Regions from separate parts of the Sus scrofa genome. Here region 2 is linked to region 1. A link is a contact called in public Hi-C data. All regions are on one chromosome and are shown on one strand. The core of a region is the stretch at or near the end of the contact, and the rest is flanking DNA. Distances in the headings are between cores, read along the strand shown.

Evidence for each region. Hi-C and Micro-C count contacts between places; a contact is called where the count stands out from the background.
Region 2: a contact with region 1 is called in a Hi-C map of subcutaneous adipose tissue, with 1.7 times the contacts expected there. The contact joins the promoter of SUSD2 here to the promoter of GGT5 in region 1. A contact is called at or near these places in 1 of 5 promoter capture datasets (liver), 8 of 47 Hi-C or Micro-C datasets (embryonic fibroblasts, fetal heart ventricle, fetal skeletal muscle and 5 more) and 1 of 2 datasets of contacts at active chromatin or transcription factors (skeletal muscle).

The regions. Positions count from the first base shown.
Region 1 is chr14:49,636,657-49,639,926 of Sscrofa11.1, reverse strand. GGT5 (gamma-glutamyltransferase 5) reads right to left here and starts at 1,743. Exons shown (of 14, transcript XM_013983128.2): 1 at 1,136-1,743. It overlaps GGT1 (gamma-glutamyltransferase 1), which reads right to left. Exons shown (of 12, transcript NM_214030.1): 8 at 3,120-3,270; 9 at 2,801-2,928; 10 at 2,593-2,705; 11 at 2,408-2,521; 12 at 1,897-2,132. The coding sequence ends at 1,986.
Region 2 is chr14:49,682,158-49,685,337 of Sscrofa11.1, reverse strand. SUSD2 (sushi domain-containing protein 2) reads left to right here and starts at 1,595. Exons shown (of 16, transcript XM_013983126.2): 1 at 1,595-1,748; 2 at 3,114-3,180. The coding sequence starts at 1,610.

The DNA.
Region 1 (3,270 bases), core at 494-2,993:
TCCCCTGCTGGGGGCTGCTGTCCTGGAAATGCCATTGGGCCTCAGGGAGTGGGCCTCCCTTCTACCTGCATCTCTGTACATCTGTCTGCTTCCCTCTTCTTGAGCCGACAGAGTCTTCTCTCCTGGGGACACTGGCCTGGGCCTGCCCTGCTCTCAGGGTGCCCAGCTAGAAGTGGCCAGGGAAGTGGGGCCAGCTGAGGGACCCCCTCTGGCCTCAGCAGAGCACAGGGTGCAGGGGACGGGGGCTGGACCCCCACCCACTGTTAAGCATTGTCCTCCCAGGCCTCTTCACCTGGCACAGCATAGAAACTGAGGCACAAGGAGGGGATGTGGCCACATAGCCACATAGTCCACCAGGCCCCTGAGCTGCAGAGTCTACTGGGACAGGAGGCCGCCTTGTGGGATGGCGAAGGTGGTGGGCACCTCCTGCCACCCCCACCCGACCCCCAAACCGCACTGACATTGCTCAACCAGGAACCAAAATACATTCCTGGGCTGAGGACAGCCCAGCTGCTGGGACAGGGGGCAGGCAGGGTCAGGGTTGGACATCCCCCCCACCTCCCAAGCCTCCTGGTCAGGCAGAGGCCAGGGTGCAGGGATCTGCTGGACCAAAGGCCCAGGGAAGGAACAGGCATTGTGCTGGGCTGGCCAGGACTGGCTAGAAATGTGGCCCAGGAGGTCCAGCCAGGAAGGGCCCTGGTGTTGTCCAGGAGGGGAGGGGCTGGAGTGGGGAAGCCAAATCCCAGGGCAGCCTCGGCTGAGCCCCATGGCACCCAGGAAACTGGGGTGCACCCTGCTTGCATGCCAGCCCCCACTTCCAATGGAAGCAAGGCCTGCCCCTCAGGCCTGTCTTCTCCTTGCAAAGGGGCCAACACCTTTCCTCTGGGATGTAAATGAGGACTGAGGAGAGACTTGCCAACCCCCTCCCACCCCCCCACCCTCCCATCCCCCAAGGATCCCAGAGCTTAGGGCCCAGACCTAGGGGGGATTCTGCAGGCCAGCATGCCTTCCCCTGTGAGCACCTTGAAAGTACCAGGATTTCCTGCCTTATGAAGGAGACCCCAGACCTGGCCTCCCCTAGCCCCATGCCCCTGCCCTCAGGGGCCCCCACTGGTGCTCACTGGGCCCCCCTCACCTCTGCTTGCCTCCACCAGCCTTTCACAGCATCTCACCTCTGGTGTTAAAACTGTGTGTAAAGGATGAGTTAGGAGGCACTGAGGAAGGGTGGGAGGGGCTGGTCCTGGTGGAAGACGCTGGGCCTGTATCTCCCTGTTTCTCCCCAGACCCGCCCTCCTCAGGGCTCCAGTCCAAGCCCTGACCCTTGGGGGTCTGGGGACCACTTCCAATTCTCTGATCCCTGAGAACAGGACCTCCTTCTGGAATGGATCACGGCTTGGGTTTCACTTTGGGTTTCTGCTTGGAAAGCCCCCTGGGCCTGGCTCTGACCAACATGTTTTGCTCCAGCCTCTTGCCCAATCCCACTCTCTCAGACCTTAGCTTCGCCTTGTGTGTTGTGATTAGGGTGAGGCCAGACACCCCCTGGGTGGCGGGGTTCCCAGCATCCGCGGAGGAAACGCCAGGGCTGCAAGCCCCCCAGTGGCCAATACTGGGAAGTGCCGCTCCCAGCCCAGGGAAGGGGTGGCCTGGCCCTTCCAGGGGCTCAGGGTGAGCAAGAACAGAGCTGAGCATGACCCACCCTGGGCCCCTACCCACCCCCTACACTCCTAACTCCCACCCCACCCATTCACCCAGCTACCGTGAAAATGCTGAGGCTGGATCCAGGGCCCAAGGTGTAAAGACCAACAAATCCCATCTAGCCATCCTTCCCCGCCAGGTGACTCCACTTCACACAGGATGCTGAGGCCCAGGGAATTGAAGTCAGCCAGCAAGACTGCCCAGAGCTGGGCGCTGCAGCCCCCATTTATTGCACTGCTTTGCCGCTCACTTATCCCCAGGCTGCCAGACCCCCTTGACTGCCTGAGCACTCAGTAGCCTGCAGGCTCCCCACCCTTCCTGGAGTCTGAGGCAGCTGCCCAGCCGCTGGGTGTGCGGACAATGGCCTGTACCACACCAATGAAGGTGGACGCGTCCTGGATGTAGTGGTGCCGTGTCTTCAGGGCTGCAGCCACTGCCTGGGAGAGGGAGGAGGAGGGAGACCATGCCCATGAGGGCATGTGCTCTGCAGACCCAGGTAGTGCCCCTTTCCACTGAGCGGCCAGGAAGCAAGTTGGGGGCAGCTGGGCCTATTAGTCTCATAGGGGGCAGGTGGCCTAGCCCTCATTGTAACCCCGCAGCAGGCATGAGGGTCACCTGCCCTGAGGATACTAGCCATCGTATATGCCTGATGCTCAGGATTCCCAGCGGGGGGGCCCTTGCTGTGACTCAGGTCCCCTGCCCTCTGCCGCACCTGGTCGATGCCCTTCTCCAGCGTCGTCGTGTTGGGCAAAAGCTGGTTGTGCAACCTGGGTTCCTCCACTGCCCGCTTCACATCGTAGCCAAACCACAGGCTGTGGATGATGGCCTGGGGGTGTGGGCGTGGGGTCAGCATGGCCCAGAGGGCAAGGAGCTGGGGCACAGGAGGGTGGCACATACCAGCGCGGTAGATGTGGTGATCTGTGTGCCCCCCGAGGCACCCACCACCATGCGGACCTGGCCGTCCTCACCCACGATGATCACGGGGCACATGGATGAGAGTGGCTGTTTTCCTACAGTGGTGGGGGCAAGAGGGAAGGGACAGAGGTGCTGGTCAGCTGCTGCCAGGGATACCAGCCCCTTCCCCACCCAAGCCCCCCACCCACACCTGGTGTGATGAAGTTGGCTGGTGAAGGGCGCACCCCGAACTGGTTGGTGATGTTGGGGGAGCTGAAGTCGTCCATCTCATCGTTGAACAGGATTCCACTGATCCGGGATCGTACCTTGGAACCAAAGCTACCGACCGGCTGGTCACCAGCTGTGCCTGCTTTGCCTGGCCCCTCCCACACCACATGCCCTCCAAGACTCCAACATGCTCCCCGGGGGAGGCGGGGTCAAGTACTCTGCCACCGTGGAGCCACCGCCCCCCCCCTTTCTGGGACACACGGACAGCCCCTGGCCCACCCAGGCCACCCAGCAGCCCCTACTAGAGGTTGATGGTGCTGGTGGCCGACACGGCGCTGCCATCCTCCGAGACCACAGATAGGTGGGCGGTGCCCGCGTCATCCGGTGTGTAGAACTCAGGCTCATAGTAGGAGTCCGGGTGAGTGGTGGTATCGGAGATCCGGGCCCGAAGCT
Region 2 (3,180 bases), core at 346-2,845, 46 kb before region 1:
AGAAAGGCCCAAGAGGCTGAGCACCACCAGGGTCCCCAGACTAGGTCTGGCAGAGCCACTTTGGGAACCCAGAAGCACCAAACCCATCCTGGTTCAGGCCCGTCTCATGGCTACAGAGGCTGAGGGGGCAGCACTTACCCAGCAGATCCCCAGGGCCCACACGCTGCACTCCTGCTTCCAACCCTCTTAAGGCACCAACAGAGTGCAGGCTGTGAAAAGATGGCTACCTTCCCCCAGGCCCTCACACCCCCTTCCTGGGATCAGCCTAGAGCCCCTCTTGACTTGGACGCAGGACACCTCAGACCCACCCGGAACATTCGTTTCCTGAGCCCTGAGGCCCAGGTGAGTCCCAGCACCAGCCCCCAGGCTAGGCCTCAGTGCCCACACCCAGGGTACCTGTTCGAAGGGTACCCCAGGTGCTCAGTCATGCAGTTGGGAGCTGTGGTTCCCAACTAGCCCAGCCATCTGTGAGAGAGCCGGCTCTGAGGGGCGGTGACCAGGGCAAAATGCTGGCTGACCCCCCACAGCCAAGGCTGGTCACAGCCTAGTGACCTAGGCCCATGCCCCACTGAGGGGTCCAGGAACCTGTCTCCTTGAGAAACTGCCACTGGGGAGAGGGCTGTCTGCCTCTCCAGACCCCCAGCCTAGGTAGCAGGGCCCACTTGAGTCCCAGGCCTGTGCTTTCCCCACCCCACTCCCACCCCACCTGCTATAGAGCTTGCAGAAACCATCTCCAGGGAGACCTCACCGCCCCTCCCTGCTTTGCTGTCTGGGCCTCAGTTTCTTCACCTGTACTAGTGGGAGGGAGGTGAACAAGAGATTATGCAAACTCTGCAGTGAAAGGAGAGGGGTGCTGGCATTGGGCGGTGGCGCTGGGCGGCTCCTTTCCTGGTCCCCAGCCCAGGGCAGAGGCACAGCTGGAGCCTGACTGAGCCTGTTTCCTAATGGAATCTCCTAGGAGCCCAGTGGAGTCCCTCCAAGGGAAACCAGTATCCTGGGCTCAGCTCCCCATCTCACCCCCATCCCACTCCAGGGTTAAGTAGCCAGGGGCCGTGCCCCTCCCTCTTCTGCTTTCCCCTCCTCCCTCAAGGGGGATCCCCTGCAGAGCTATGTCTGACAGCTCCCGCCCTCCCCAGGAGGGCGCCCTCCACCAGCACCCACACAGTGCAGGCCCCAGTGCAAAAGTACTTGCTTCCTCACCTGGCCAGGCTGTGGGGAGGACCTGGGCATACCGCTACCTGCAGGGAAGCTGGGGTACGAGTCCTCTGGCCTGGGGCCCCCGGGGCGCGGGGGGAGGGGTGGCGCTAGAATCCTGGGATTTCAAGGACAACCCTGCCTCACCCCCAAGGCAGTATCCCATCCCCTGTGGGAGCTCCGCCTGCCCCCCTAGAGGAGGGCGGGGAAAGTGGCTGGGGTCCAGGGCCTGAGCTGCAGCCTCCGGACATCCGGCTCCAGGACGCTCAGCTCCCTCCCCTGTGTCGCAGGCCTGGAGGGCCAGGAATGTGCTAACGGAGCAGGTTGGGCTCTGCTAGCCCATCCGGCACCTGTGGACTTTGAGAGGGGACAGGGTGGGGCGGGGCGGGGCTGCAGCACGGGGCGGGGCCAGGCCATGGGGAGGGAGCGCCGCCACCTCCCAGCCACTGCTGCGCTGGCTGCAGACACAGGCCGCACAATGCAGCTGTCCCTCCTGCTCTGGGCCCTGCTGCTGCTGGCGACAGCCCCCGGCCCAGGCCCCTGGCCTGCAGCAGGTATGCCCTCACCCTGCCCTTCTGACCCCCTGTCACTCTGTCTGTCTGCCTGCTGTAGCCAGACCCAGGCTAAACCTCCCTGGCCTCAGCCTCTGTCCATCTGTCGGTCCATCTGACGCTACCGGGGGTGGTAAGAAGAAATTCTCAGAAGCCCAGGATCAAGGGGCTGTTGGTGGGGAGGGGGATCCAGGCCGTGCCCACCCTAAACTGGCTGGGAGCCCAGAGGCGGTGGGGGAGGGAGGGCACCAGGCCGTGTGAGCCTCGGCCCACACCTCGAGCCTGTGGAGGGTGTGTTTATACATGGAGGAGCCCCCACCCCCACTGGGCCCCCTGCCTGGCCAGGTGTAGGGCTGTGGGTACTTCTCAGGGTGGGCTGGACCCCAGAAAGTCCAGGGTAAGGCCCATGCCTCCCGGAGCTGCACTCAGTTCCTGAGCCAGGACCCTGGCCCTTCCACTGCGCTGGGCTGGGCTGAGCTGATTTTCCCCAGCTCCCTAGCCCCCTCCCCAGCCTATCTCCCATCTCAGGGAAGCACCAACACCCTCCTGGCACTTATCTCACTTACCGGCATCCCTTGGCCTCCTCCCCTAATCCCTCAAGCCATCTCATCCTCAGTCAATAAATATTTATTGAAGCTCTTGAGTGCCAAGCCCTGCACTGAGTGAAGTGGGCTGCAGTGGTGACTCAGGCCCAGGCCTGGCCCTTGACTGGCCCTTTAGGGGGTGGCAGGGAAGAGCCAGATTAGGAGTGCCTCCAACCCCCCGCAGCACCCCCCCATCACCCTCTCCCCTATCCTGGCCCTGCCCTCTCCCCTGGGTCAGACCCCTGACCTCTGTGGGGTCTGACACTCCTCTCCCCTAAGAGAGGGGTGGGCTCCCTTCCAGGCCATAACTGGTGACCCTCACCACCCAGCAGAGTGAGATAGGGCCTCCTGGGCTTCCAGTGGGATTCTCAGTAGCCACAGCCCCAGTCCCCAGACCAAGCAAGCCAGGCTGGGGTCCCTCTCCAGGCCACCGGTGCACTGATTCTTTTCAGGGGTAGAGAGAGGTCCCCAGCCCACATCTAGAGGTCAGGCACCTACAGCCATCTGAGGAGGCTCTCAGGTCTAGGACTTGGTGGCTGAGGGTCAGTCCCACCTCAGGGCTCCTCCTGAAAAGTTTTATGTCAGGAGGCATTTACCTGAATGCCCTCTCATTCTAGCCAGTCAGGCCAACTGGACTAACCATGACCCCATCCATGGGCCCTGGGCATTTCCACTGTGTCCACATAGTGGTCAGTGCAGTTCCAGGCTGGCCTGCCCCTGGGGACGGAGACGTGGGCCCTGTGCATGGGGTGCCCGGAGCAGGCACTAAGGGCTTCTCCTCCAGGTGCCCAGGGGAGCTGCTCCCACCGCTGTGGAGTCCGGGATGGGCCGTGCTCCTGCCACCCAACCTG